Linked DNA regions of Mus musculus: all the other regions are linked to region 4. The links are chromatin contacts, called in public HiChIP or PLAC-seq, Micro-C and promoter capture Hi-C maps. All regions are on one chromosome and are shown on one strand. The core of a region is the stretch at or near the end of the contact, and the rest is flanking DNA. Distances in the headings are between cores, read along the strand shown. Region 1 overlaps Pax6 (paired box 6). Region 2 holds the start of Pax6os1 (paired box 6 opposite strand 1). Region 3 holds the start of Wt1 (Wilms tumor 1 homolog). Region 4 holds the start of Mpped2 (metallophosphoesterase domain containing 2).

Region 1 (2,700 bases), core at 150-2,649, 1.0 Mb after region 4:
AGCACTGTACGTGTTGGTGAGGGCGGTGTCTGTTCGGCCCAACATGGAACCTGATGTGAAGGAGGAGACTGCAGAGGAAGAGAAAAGAGACAGAGAGAGGGCAAGGTCATTCATTACAAGGCAAGAGAAAGTCAAGGGCAGGCAAGGTTAAGAACCGTTCTTGGCAGGTGGGATTTCAAGTTACCAGGTGTGGTGGGCTGTGGGATTGGCTGGTAGACACTGGTACTGAAGCTGCTGCTGATAGGAATGTGACTAGGAGTGTTGCTGGCCTGTCTTCTCTGGTTCCTCAGTTTCTCTTCTCTTCTCCATTTGGCCCTTCGATTAGAAAACCATACCTGGAAATGCACAGAACAGGTTAGCCCTATGCTTGCTACCACTCGGCCACAAACAAAAAGCCCTCCATCCCCACCCTTACCCTAGAACAAGGGAGTCTTTGCAAACCTGACCATGATTATATCAGTGACTGGTATACAGCCAAGGCAAAATATAAGCATCCCAGTGCATAAAAACCACATGGTCCCTAGGTACCTGTATTCTTGCTTCAGGTAGATCTATTTTGGCTGCTAGTCTTTCCCGGGCAAACACATCTGGATAATGGGTCCTCTCAAACTCTGAAAGAGTAAGTTGATTTTATATATTATACCAGAACACAAGATAGTTCAGACACTGGATCAACCTAGCTTTTAACACCCAACTCCCATCTCATCCAGCCAATCAGACAGCTTGACAGTGTGCTGACTGTACTAGCAAGAACTTTCCCACCAGGAGCAAGTTTTCTTTGGAATGACATTTAGTGTTTGTCCTTATCTGTGGCCTAAGACAGTCAGATAGGTCATCATTTCCTTTGTCTGTCAGAATTGTAATATTTCAGTTTGCTGGTGTGTGAAAAGAAGAGAGAAAATGCATATGCGCGCACACACACACACACAAAAAAAAAAAAAACACACACACACTGAAAAGTGGGGGGGGGGGGCTTTTCATCCTTTATGCAAAGAGCCCTAGCTAAATTTAGCCCTTTGTGCTTTTGCTGTGGCATTTCCTTTGATTTAAGGTTTCTCTGCTTTGGAAATTTCCCAGTCACCTTTCTCCAGAGCCTCAATCTGCTCTTGGGTAAAAGATGTTCTATTTCTTTGCAGCTTCCGCTTCAGCTGAAGTCGCATCTGAGCTTCATCCGAGTCTTCTCCGTTAGAACTGATGGAGTTGGTGTTCTCTCCCCCTCCTTCCTGTTGCTGGCAGCCATCTGCAACAAAAAGAATAGGACAATAAGAGAAATCGGAACGGCATGGGGGGGCTCCTAATGGGACTCGGCACAGTTAGAAACTCCGAGGACTGGGTAATCTGCGCCTCCACAAAGCCTTCCTAAGTTAGTCAGATGGTAGCCTTCTTTGAATGACACCAGTTACCTGAGTCACATTCCTTGGTTTTCATTTAGATGAGACCTGACAGTGCTCTCGCAAGGTCTCTTTGAATGACAAAGCAAGCCAAAAAGTTTCCAGGCAAAATGATCTTTCCCTGCCGACTCTGACTCCACATCCAGTTCCCTTGCCCTACAGAAAGTATTTACCTATGGCTGTGTTGGGAAAATAGAGTGATGTGCACGATTTCAGCTGATCTATAATCAGTAATTCCTATCTAATCAATTAGATGTTGATAGGTTTGTAGAAAATGCTATTAAGAAACCAAACCAAGCTTGTAATCTTTTTAAAAAAATATTTATCTAGTTTTTATTTGAATTCTGCACAGTCAATTTCATTTTAAAGGTTGTGAATTTAGAAGTGCTTGCATTGTTCTGCAGTTTTATTCAACCATTGTGTGAGTGTGTTTCGCCTTGACACCTATTACGAGCACAGCTGTAATTATATCATCACCAAGAACAGGCTATAATTGCTGAAAATGGAATTTTATATTTAGATAAAAGGACTGTCCATTCTTTGTAATGTGTTGCACCAGAGAAAAGTAAGATTTCTTTTAAATTTTTAACGTGTAATTTTAAAAGAGAGACGGCGGAGAGTTCACTAACTAGCTAAATATGCTAAGCTGCAGCTGAGTCCTTGGCATATCATTTAAGTGGTACATTTTTAATTAGGGCATTTCCACCACTTTTAATGTAATTTCTATCATTAAACAGGGAAAGTTTCATTGTTTTCCTTTGCGCTTGGTGAAGAGCTGTGCACTTGGGCTAACCGGCTCTGCTGTGCACCTTTCGGGCAAGGCGGCAGCCTGTGGGAAGGAAAGGACTCAGGCCTTGGCTGGGCTTCCCAGGGCACTGCAGGCTGTCTTGGGTCCTGAGGCCTGTGGCCCCCACGGGATACCAACAAGAACTGTTCTCTCCGGATCCTAGAAACTTGGCTAGTTTGGGGGGAGGGGGCGCCAGGCCTCTGTGGGAATCGACTTGGCCAGGAATATCATTTATAACCAGGAGACAATAGGCCGCGCCTTCAAAGCGTTCAGGGAATTGTGACAGGATCTAGTGGGATCTTTTCAGGAACTTTGAAATGTTTTAAAACCCCAACTTTCTCCCCCATTTAAACAGGCGGATTCATCGGCACTGGCCACCATATGGGCCCTTGGAGATCTATTGAGATGACCACCAACACTTGAATAGCGAGGGGCTGCTTTTCAGCACCACACAATGCCCCGCGAGTAAGGGAAACTATTAAACTCCTGGGGCAGGAGCGTTGGCAAACTTTCGTGGGCAGA
Region 2 (2,700 bases), core at 44-2,543, 1.0 Mb after region 4:
TTTTGGGATTTTTACAGATAGGGTGTCTAGAAAAGTTCTCTTTCCATTCTCCAACCCCGGGACATTCCTTCAAGTCTCCTTTTCTTCTAACCTCAGTACTAAAGAGGTAAGTGTTCAGCTTCAAATGAAAAGCTTGCTAAGGTCACCGCTCTATAGAATATGTCTGAACAGCTGCCTGGTAGAAGGGCCAGGGACTGACTCCTGCCATTTGTTTTGTTCAGGAGCTAGAAACGTGCAGGCCTGATGCTCAGGATTTTGAGACTGGGAAAGAGAGAGCAAATGTCAGGGCTGGCTCACTCCAGCAGCCTGGAACCGAACTAAGCACATCCTGACAGGCTTTTAAAATGACATTGATTGAGACAAGCTGTTCCCAACCCCAGTAAGAGTTAATCTGCCTGTTAATCAAGGCACTAAGGGGCTCAATGCGAGTTTTATTAGTGACTGGAGAGCAGAGGCAGCAGTAGCAAGGGATCAAAAGCTGAAATCCCAGATACTTTGTCAGTGCACACTCCTCCAAAAAAACAATGTATTTTTCAATTAGAGAACAATTTGGCGCTTTTCATCATTTCCTAACCCAGTCTCACAGATGGTGACTTGAAGCCTCCCCATCAGGGAAAAACTTGTGGGGATTGGGAGTCAGGGACAGAGCAATGAGGGATTAAGCCCTGGTTGTTTCCTCGGAGATCGGGGTCCACCTGGGAGAATATCCGAACTCTGGGATCAAGGCTCTGCAGCCAGATTCCTCCCGAAAAGAAAAGGAATGAAAAAGGGAAGCAAAAGAAAAAATAATACCACAAATACAGGCACTCGTCCTTCTAGGTCTGGCCAAGCATCTCTGCCAGTGCACTAGAAAGTTCTCATGCAAGATTTACTCTCTCTCTCTCTCTCTCTCTCTCTCTCTCTCTCTCTCTCTCTCTCTCCCTTTCCCTCTCTCTCTCCCTTACTTCTCTCTCCCTCTCTCCCTGGAAGCTGGATTCTCTTTGGTTTTCTTTTCCAAGTCTGGGCACTGGCGGAAATTTGAATACTAAGTTCTCCAATAATTCAAATGATACGAAGTCTGAGGGAGGAAAAAGTAGACACACCAATCCGATTTGCCCTCTGATCAAGGAGGGCAGCAGAGTAAGACCACAGCAGAGGAAGTCCCTGGCTCACCCTGGGCGCAGGGCGAGGACTCTGGTCAGAGGTAATTATGTCACCGCGTTTTCTCGCCGTGACAGCCGAATAAACACAATCTCCAATAAACATCTCTAATGAGGGAGGAGGCCCGAGGATGGCTGGTTTGATTTATGACTAGAGGAGAAGGTCCACTTCCTACTGCGAAGCGGGCAAACTGCTCACGGCTCAACTCTGGAATAAGGAACTCTCGGAGGAGAGGACCCCCGTTCAGGTAAGGTGCTCAGACTGGTGGCCACTTTGCCCGTGGCCTCCTTTCTATGTGAGGCGCTCAGAGGGGACTCTGCTCAGAGTTAGACTCCTGGGCACCTGTCACAGGTGCTTGAGAGCCAAACGATCTGGACAAGTGCCTCCAGCGGGTCTAGAGAGAGGGCGTCAGGAGCACGCGTGGGAGTGGGCGAGATCCAGGCCAGGCCTGCTACATGGCCTCAAATTTCCGGTGGGTTGCTCCGGTGCCCCGACTCAGGCAGCCTGAGCGGCTCCTGGTAAGCTTAGGGCTTGAGTGAGAGATTTTCCAACCTGGCGAAAACACCTTTTAGTTTAAGTTAGGGGTAATCACTTTCCTGACCCACTTCGGCCAAGTTCTGGCCTTCCTGGAGCCGGAGCATGGCTGGGTATCTCTCTCCAGGGCACTCAGCAACCGGGTTCCCCTGGAGCCCACATGCTTCCCGCCGAGGCAAAGAGCTCCGCCGCTGCTAGGAACCCGTTCCCGGTAACCCGAGCCCGCATTCTAGCTCAGTGAGAATCGCTAATTATTAGGTCTTCCGAAGGAAGCTCAAATCACACGCTGGGGCCTTCGCGCGCGCTGCCCAGCTCTGGAGGGCCGCATTCTTTCGTCCTGTGCTCCTTTCGGGGGAAACGAACCCCAAGACTTTGACTTCGATATGGAACACACATCTACACAACCTTGGGGAAACTTTTGTCGCAAGTCGCCCGACCTTCCGCGGGGTGCTCCATGAATTCGGCGCGAGGCTTGGTGGCTTCTCCAAGCATGAATGTCGCTAATTGCATCGGGGGAAGGCGTGTTGCAAACTGCATGCCCACCGCCTGCTTTTCTTAGGATCTCAGCGATTTCTTTAGACTGCGGCCACAGCCACCACCCTCCCACCCCCCACATCACCCCCAGCTCAGGGCCAGACGGGAAGTCCTCTCTTGAGACCACAACATTTTGTTACTTTTACAAAGAAGCATGCTTCGCAAAGACATCCCCTCCCCCTCACCCCCGTCCCATCCGCAGCAACTCCTCTACCATCTTTGTAAGCTTCCTTTAAAAAGAAAAAGAAAAAAATCAAGGCCGGGGCCACTCGGGGAGGGTTTCTATGACCTGAACACACAGGTTGCACGTCGGAGAGGGGCGCCGCTACTCTTGGGGTGAGTCTGGCTAGAATCAAAGCGGTTACCTGTGAGCCGAGGGTGGGGTGTCAGGTGAGTCTGGTGGCGCTGGTTCCCACACTTCTCAAAGCCGCTTCTCGGGGGGAAGTAGCAGATCTGACAACCGGGTTCTACGCGAGGACCTGCCCCAGAGTT
Region 3 (2,700 bases), core at 25-2,524, 1.6 Mb after region 4:
CATCAGACTTTCCCCCGGTGTAGAGTCACACGTTACAGCCAACCTCCTCTTCCTCCTCCCGTGGAGTTCCGAAATCTCTAGGACACCCCGGGGCCCCAGATGTCCTCCCGCGTCCTACGAACTATCGGACTCTGGGGTTGCGCTCAGTAATGTGTAAGTGGTGGTGGTGGTGGTGCGTTGTCGCGTTGTCACTCGCATTTGACAGAGCCCACTCCTCCCTGTCCGCTACTTTCAGACTCCCTTGGAAGGCTGCTGAGTAAGAACTGGCATCAGGAAGGAACAGACAAGGGGAGAAGCGGCGTGGGAGCAGGTCGCGGAGCCACTACCGCGCGTGGAGGTCGCGCTGTCCGGAATCCTTACCTTGGTTGCGGATGGTAGGCTGGCTCTCCAGGCAGCTGGGCAGGTAGGGCGCATTGGGGAACATCCTGGCCTGGCCCGAGGACGCCTGGCTGGGCGGGGGAGGACCGAAGGGTCCGTAGCGACAGGCCCCGGCTGTACCGGTGAACTGGCCCGAGAAGTGCAAGGTGAAGGCGCTCAGGCACTGCTCCTCGTGTGGCTCGGCGCCGCCCCAGCTGGGCTCCTGTTTGATGAAGGAGTGGGGTGGCGGCGGAGGCGGCGGCGGAGCGGGAGGAGGCGCGGGACCGCCCAGCGACCCGTAAGCCGAGGCGCCCGGAGGCGCGAAGTCCAACACGGGCGCCCACTGCGCTGCGCCGCTCACAGGGAGCCCGCAGCCGCCGCCGCCGCCGCCCAGCGAAGACACAGCGGGCAGCAGCGCGTTCAGGTCCCGCACGTCGGAACCCATGAGGTGCGGCTCGGATGCGGACGGTTCTCCGCTCCTGCGATCCTGCGGATTCTCGGCGCTGGACTTGGCCCAGGCGCTCCGGGGGCCTCGGTCCCCAGGTTGCTCCGGCTGCTGGACGCACCCGGGCTCCCGGCGGAGCGTGTGCTGAGACGCCGGCTCCGGGACACACGTGGAAGCCGGCTCCTGCGACAGGAGGAAGTCCAGGATCGCGGCGAGGAGGCGGCGGGCCCGGGTTCCTGGGCTGCCGTCCTCTCTCTGGGTGGGTGGGTGAATGAGTGGGTGGGAGGGAGGGCGGGAAAAGGAAAGGGGGAGCAGGCAGGCGGTCGGGTTGCGGAGAGCCCCGGGTGTGGGCGCTGCCTTGAACTCCTTACCCCAGCTGCCTGGCTGCCCCCAGCTTCCCAAAGCTCAAATAAGAGGGGCCGGCAGCAGGGAAGGAGGAGGAGCCAGGATGCTCGGCCGCTCCATTCACACAGCAGCCCTAGCCTAGCTCAGCAAAGCGCGCTGCTCGTCCCGGTTACTAGCACCGGGGGTGTGGGGCGGGCCCGAGGGAGCGTTCATCTCGGAGACACCCTCCTCTCTGGCCCGCCACGTGCTCTCAGCTGGCCTGTACCGCAAGCCTCCCCCTGCTACCCTAGCTGGCCTTCCCGAGTGTAGGCGCCTTGAGGCAAGGCCGTCTAGGTAAGTAATGAGTCCCCTCGGTGTCGGACCGAAGTAGGAGAAGAGTCCGGGCTGTTAATCAGGAAGGGTGGGGGTGGAGGGAGGGGCAGGTGGGCTCCAAGAGGGCGGGAACCAGAGAGCCCAGAGAACTCTCCTGGGTTCTGAGGCAGATAGCCTAACTTTGGGGCTTATCTCCTCCCATGTCCAGAATTCTAGAGGCTAGCTGCGGGGTCACTTTAGGAGATTAGTCCCTCTGGGTTCGCAGGTTGAGATTCAAGGTGAAATTGTTCGGGATAGATAATTATGAAGTGTGACGTCAGTTGTGACAAGCGGGACCTTTTCGGCTGTCTGATAATTGGTTCTTTGGTACGGTTGGAACCCAGAGGGCGGGTGTTACCTACAGTGTAGATGACACTTACTGTCTCTTTTTGGCAATGGGGTATTTAAACCTTAAATTAACTGGGGGAAATTTTCAGCTGTTTTGGGGGGTGCCGTGGGAGGCGCTTAGCAGAAATGCCCAGAACCTACTTTGAGTGTGGTGGGAACGTTTCGGCGCCTTGTTGAGAAGAAACGGGAATGGAGGAGCAAAGCTACGTCTCCAAACACAGCTTCTTCTAGTGATTAGGGAATGATGGCGGACCTGCGGTGTTTGATCGGGAGATGCAAACTAGTCAGACTAACCTAGAAATGAGCCCAGGAGAGACTTCACAGGCCCTTTGCTAGAGGCGTGTTTGCACTGGTAGCCCAGAGGGTTTCCAGAGAGTGGCTTCTCAAAAAGAGCTCCTCCCTACACCTTGTAGCTGTTTGGAATCTTGGAACAGGTGTTTGGGGGTTGGTTTGTATTGTCTGAGTTTCCTAAAGCAGTGGAATCCTCGGAGGAAAGAACCCGTAGGCAAATAGAAGCCTAAGGAGTGTAGTGGGTTTCGCAGGTCAGACTTGGGGACTCTTGGAGGCAGCAGCGACTGTTCACCCTGGGACTGCCAGGCGCGCGGGGCCGGGAAGCCAGCTGGTGGCAGTCAGGCATCTGGAACCAGAATGAGGCTTGAAGCTTTCCAACTAAACCTGGGTGGGGGGGGGGCAGTCAAGGATGTTGACTGTAAACACAAAGAAATCTAGCATTTCAATGGTCTTAGTGCATTCACCAGTTGCTGCACATTGATTTTAACTCACACGGATTCGTGAATCCAGAATCGTCATGAATTTGACTTGGAACCCAAGGCTCAGAAAGTTATTTGCCTTGA
Region 4 (2,727 bases), core at 42-2,541:
TGGAGCGCTGCGCGCGCGGGCGGCCGGAGCACAAAGCTGCACCGAGCCGTCCGGCCACTGCACCTGGCCCCGGGCCGCCGCGGGCGCACAGGGCTCGGGCCAACACAATGCACCCGGGCCTAGGCCGGGGCAGCTGCGGCGCACGACCCTGGGACTTTCTAGTAAACAGATCTCGGACTCCCGGGCCCCACCCCCATCCCTTGCCCCGGGGCTTTGCCGCAGGCTTTCGCGGACAACCCCCTCCCCCTGCCGCCACCACCTTCCTGAGAAACCCGGCGGAGGAGGGGGCAGGGAGGTGGGGACCCCGAGAGGTCCGTGGCCGAGGGCTGGGGGGAAGGGAGAACAGGGGGCGAGATGGGGAGTGGGAAGAAGGACAGCTACGTAAAGAAATTCGCTCTCGCTTGTTGGGGGCTTCGGGGGAGACAAATCTGCTCTCCCCGGGTCCTCGAGTGTTCAGTCGGCCAACCTCAGGGTCGGCGGGGCCGCCGCGCTCCGCAGCCCCCGCGCCCTCGCACGCGCCTCTGACAAGGCACCTCTCACCCGGGCTCCGCTTTGTGTGTGCATTTTTTTTTCCCCTTCCTCTCGCGCCCGGCACCGGCCGCCTCCTCCCCCCTCCCCCGCCCTCCGCCTCCCTTCCCCGGGCGGATTACCTTTCCCGGGCTGCGCTCCGGGTCCCCGGGATGCCTTCAGCGCCCGGTGTGCGGGCGAGCCATCGCCAAGCAACCCGAGCCGGCTTGGAGCAGCGCTGGGGGCGGCAGGGGCGAGGGGCGCGGGCGGGCCAGAACCTTCGACCCCGGAGGTCCCCGCCGCCGATCCAGGGCCTGGGAGGGCAGCACAGGGGCGCGGTGCGAGCGGGACGCGGGGTCGCTGCGTGGGGAGGTGGAGAGGACCGGAGCAGCCTCGATCTGGGAAGAGAAGGAGCGAGGGGGCGAGGAGAGGCAGCGAGGGCGCGGCGAGCGAAGGGAGCGCGAGCGGTGCAGTGACAGGGACTGCCACTGGGGTCAAAGGAGCACAGCTCCAGGAAGCAGGGCCGCCCAGGCGCCGCTTGCTGTGAGCTCCCCGCTGGGACCCCGCGCCCTGCACGCCCCTGCCGTAGTTCCGGCCCACTCGAACCCCCCACCCACGCCCCGAGGCCGCGGGGTTTCCAGGAGAGGAGGGAGAGCGGAGGGCGAGGCCCGCAGGCTGCTGGTGCTCCCTGGGTCAAGCAGGCGGCAGGAAGCTGAGCTGCAAGTTCACCATCGTGTGTGATCAGCGTTAAAATGATAGGGGTCGGGGAGATGGGGGCGGGCCACTGAGCGCCAGGAAAATAAGGGAGCCCCCCAGATGGTCGTCTTCTGCAAAGAGAACACCAAGCCCCCGCCCCCCACTCATGAACCTGCCAGGCTCTGTCAGAGGTCCTGGCACAGCTCCAAAGCGCAGAACTCGCTGCAGGGGCAGGAGGAGCGACTGGGGCACTAAGATCTCACAAGAGGGGCGACCCCAGGGTCCCTCCACACTGCTGAACTGAGACTTTCCTATGGGGTATCAAGGCTTCCCTCTCCTAAACCCTCTCATAGAGCCAGAGGCACACACACCCCACTTTGGCTCTGTAATGTTGTTCCTGAGAAAGAAAAGGCCAACCCAGCTGGTGTTTTTTCACCTTCAAGAATTAAGACAGGTTCAGGATAAGAAGGTGAAGTCAGGCAAAGGCTTTAATTGTTTCCGCACCCACACCCCCGCGCCCCTTTGAATCACATTCTCCCTTTCCCAAAGACACGCTCTTCAAATAAATAAATAAATAAATAAATCGAAGTTACTCCAATTTTCTCTGCTACTTTGGAAACCTGGCGGGGAAGGGGAGCGGAACACTAGGATTTGTATGCAAAAGGAGGGCGGGGTAAGGATAGGAAAAGCCGCTGAAATGGTGGGACAGACGGCTTTTTAGAAAACTTGGTTGGCACGGCTGTCTGAAAGATGAGGTGGCCCTGTGATGTTATGCCACTGTCAGAGCCGAAGGATTTGGACGGCGACCAGATCTAATTCCTTTCTAGGAGTCAGATTCAAAAAAAAAAAAAAAAAAAAAAAAAAAAAAAGAAGAAGAAGAAGAAAGAAGAAAAGAAAAGAAAATCTGCATTCTCCGAAGGGAACACCAATGTATGTGCACGAGAGTGAAACCTGTGCTTTGTATACTACATGACAACTGACTAGACGTCCTGGCTGAAATTATATCCCCTAAAATTAAAAAGGAGCCGTTTCAACCTGGCCTGTAGCCTCTGTGCTGAGACTAATTGGTTTCCAAGGTCTGGAAAGGAAGGGAGAGAGGCAGAAGGAGCCCCTTATTTAAAGAAAAAAAAAAAAAAGATCAAACGGAATTCGCTTGAAAATATTTCCCTTTTACAATGGACTTTCCTGACACTTGAATTTTAAGTAGTCCATCTCTTCTGCTCAGGATGCAGAAATGAAGGGGAAATGGGCTTACTGATGTACTTTCATTGTATAGTGTGCCCAGAGTGTCAGTGCTTGCCTGATGGGCTGAGGGGAAAGGACAGTGCCTTCTCTGGCCAAGCACAAATCACAGCAAGTGACACTGACATTAAAGGATGCCAAAGATGAGGTGAAGGGGCAGTTTCATATTTTGCTGTCTTTTGGTTTTCAGCCCAACCATGAACACTGACTAGAAACTTGTTCTTTTAAGTTATTAGATTTTGTCTCCCAGAAGAGTTAGCAATACACTCCTCTTTTGTAAAC

Evidence for each region. Promoter capture Hi-C pulls out the DNA fragments that hold promoters and counts their contacts. A called contact is a pair of places that touch in the nucleus more often than the background predicts. HiChIP or PLAC-seq counts read pairs in DNA pulled down with a chosen protein or histone mark.
Region 1: an H3K4me3 HiChIP or PLAC-seq map of embryonic stem cells shows a contact between it and region 4, with 7 read pairs. The contact joins the enhancer-like site here to the promoter of Mpped2 in region 4. A contact is called at or near these places in 3 of 39 promoter capture datasets (cranial neural crest, embryonic stem cells and second pharyngeal arch cranial neural crest), 2 of 484 Hi-C or Micro-C datasets (both in embryonic stem cells), 2 of 115 datasets of contacts at active chromatin or transcription factors (astrocytes and embryonic stem cells) and 1 of 9 other capture datasets (embryonic stem cells).
Region 2: a contact with region 4 is called in a Micro-C map of embryonic stem cells, with 5 times the contacts expected there. The contact joins the promoter of Pax6os1 here to the promoter of Mpped2 in region 4. A contact is called at or near these places in 6 of 39 promoter capture datasets (cranial neural crest, embryonic stem cells, second pharyngeal arch cranial neural crest and 1 more), 10 of 484 Hi-C or Micro-C datasets (LSK cells, cerebellum, embryonic stem cells and 1 more), 6 of 115 datasets of contacts at active chromatin or transcription factors (astrocytes, embryonic forebrain, embryonic stem cells and 2 more) and 1 of 9 other capture datasets (embryonic stem cells).
Region 3: a promoter capture Hi-C map of second pharyngeal arch cranial neural crest shows a contact between it and region 4. The contact joins the promoter of Wt1 here to the promoter of Mpped2 in region 4. A contact is called at or near these places in 4 of 39 promoter capture datasets (cranial neural crest, embryonic stem cells, second pharyngeal arch cranial neural crest and 1 more), 2 of 484 Hi-C or Micro-C datasets (both in embryonic stem cells), 1 of 115 datasets of contacts at active chromatin or transcription factors (embryonic stem cells) and 1 of 9 other capture datasets (embryonic stem cells).

The regions. Positions count from the first base shown.
Region 1 is chr2:105,690,105-105,692,804 of GRCm38.p6, reverse strand. It overlaps Pax6 (paired box 6), which reads right to left. Exons shown (of 12, transcript NM_001310144.1): 7 at 1,082-1,240; 8 at 529-611; 9 at 185-335; 10 at 1-68. Among named protein-coding and RNA genes, the nearest start is that of Pax6, 16 kb to the right of the region's middle. RefSeq lists an enhancer at 2,378-2,700. Within about 2 kb of position 1,399, at least 17 of the 459 cell types and tissues checked have an H3K27ac peak or open chromatin away from gene starts, as enhancers often do. A contact at or near this core is called in embryonic stem cells, where this site is marked.
Region 2 is chr2:105,668,923-105,671,622 of GRCm38.p6, reverse strand. It overlaps Pax6os1 (paired box 6 opposite strand 1), which reads left to right and starts at 1,293. Exons shown (of 4, transcript NR_002867.2): 1 at 1,293-1,387. It also overlaps a transcript of Pax6 not described here.
Region 3 is chr2:105,125,103-105,127,802 of GRCm38.p6, reverse strand. It overlaps Wt1 (Wilms tumor 1 homolog), which reads right to left and starts at 1,274. Exons shown (of 10, transcript NM_144783.2): 1 at 361-1,274. The coding sequence starts at 1,006. It overlaps Wt1os (Wilms tumor 1 homolog, opposite strand), which reads left to right and starts at 1,293. Exons shown (of 7, transcript NR_015462.1): 1 at 1,293-1,480. RefSeq lists an enhancer at 1,030-1,259, a cis regulatory region at 1,555-1,592 and a promoter at 1,021-1,787.
Region 4 is chr2:106,691,745-106,694,471 of GRCm38.p6, reverse strand. It overlaps Mpped2 (metallophosphoesterase domain containing 2), which reads right to left and starts at 1,291. Exons shown (of 7, transcript NM_001143683.2): 1 at 651-1,291.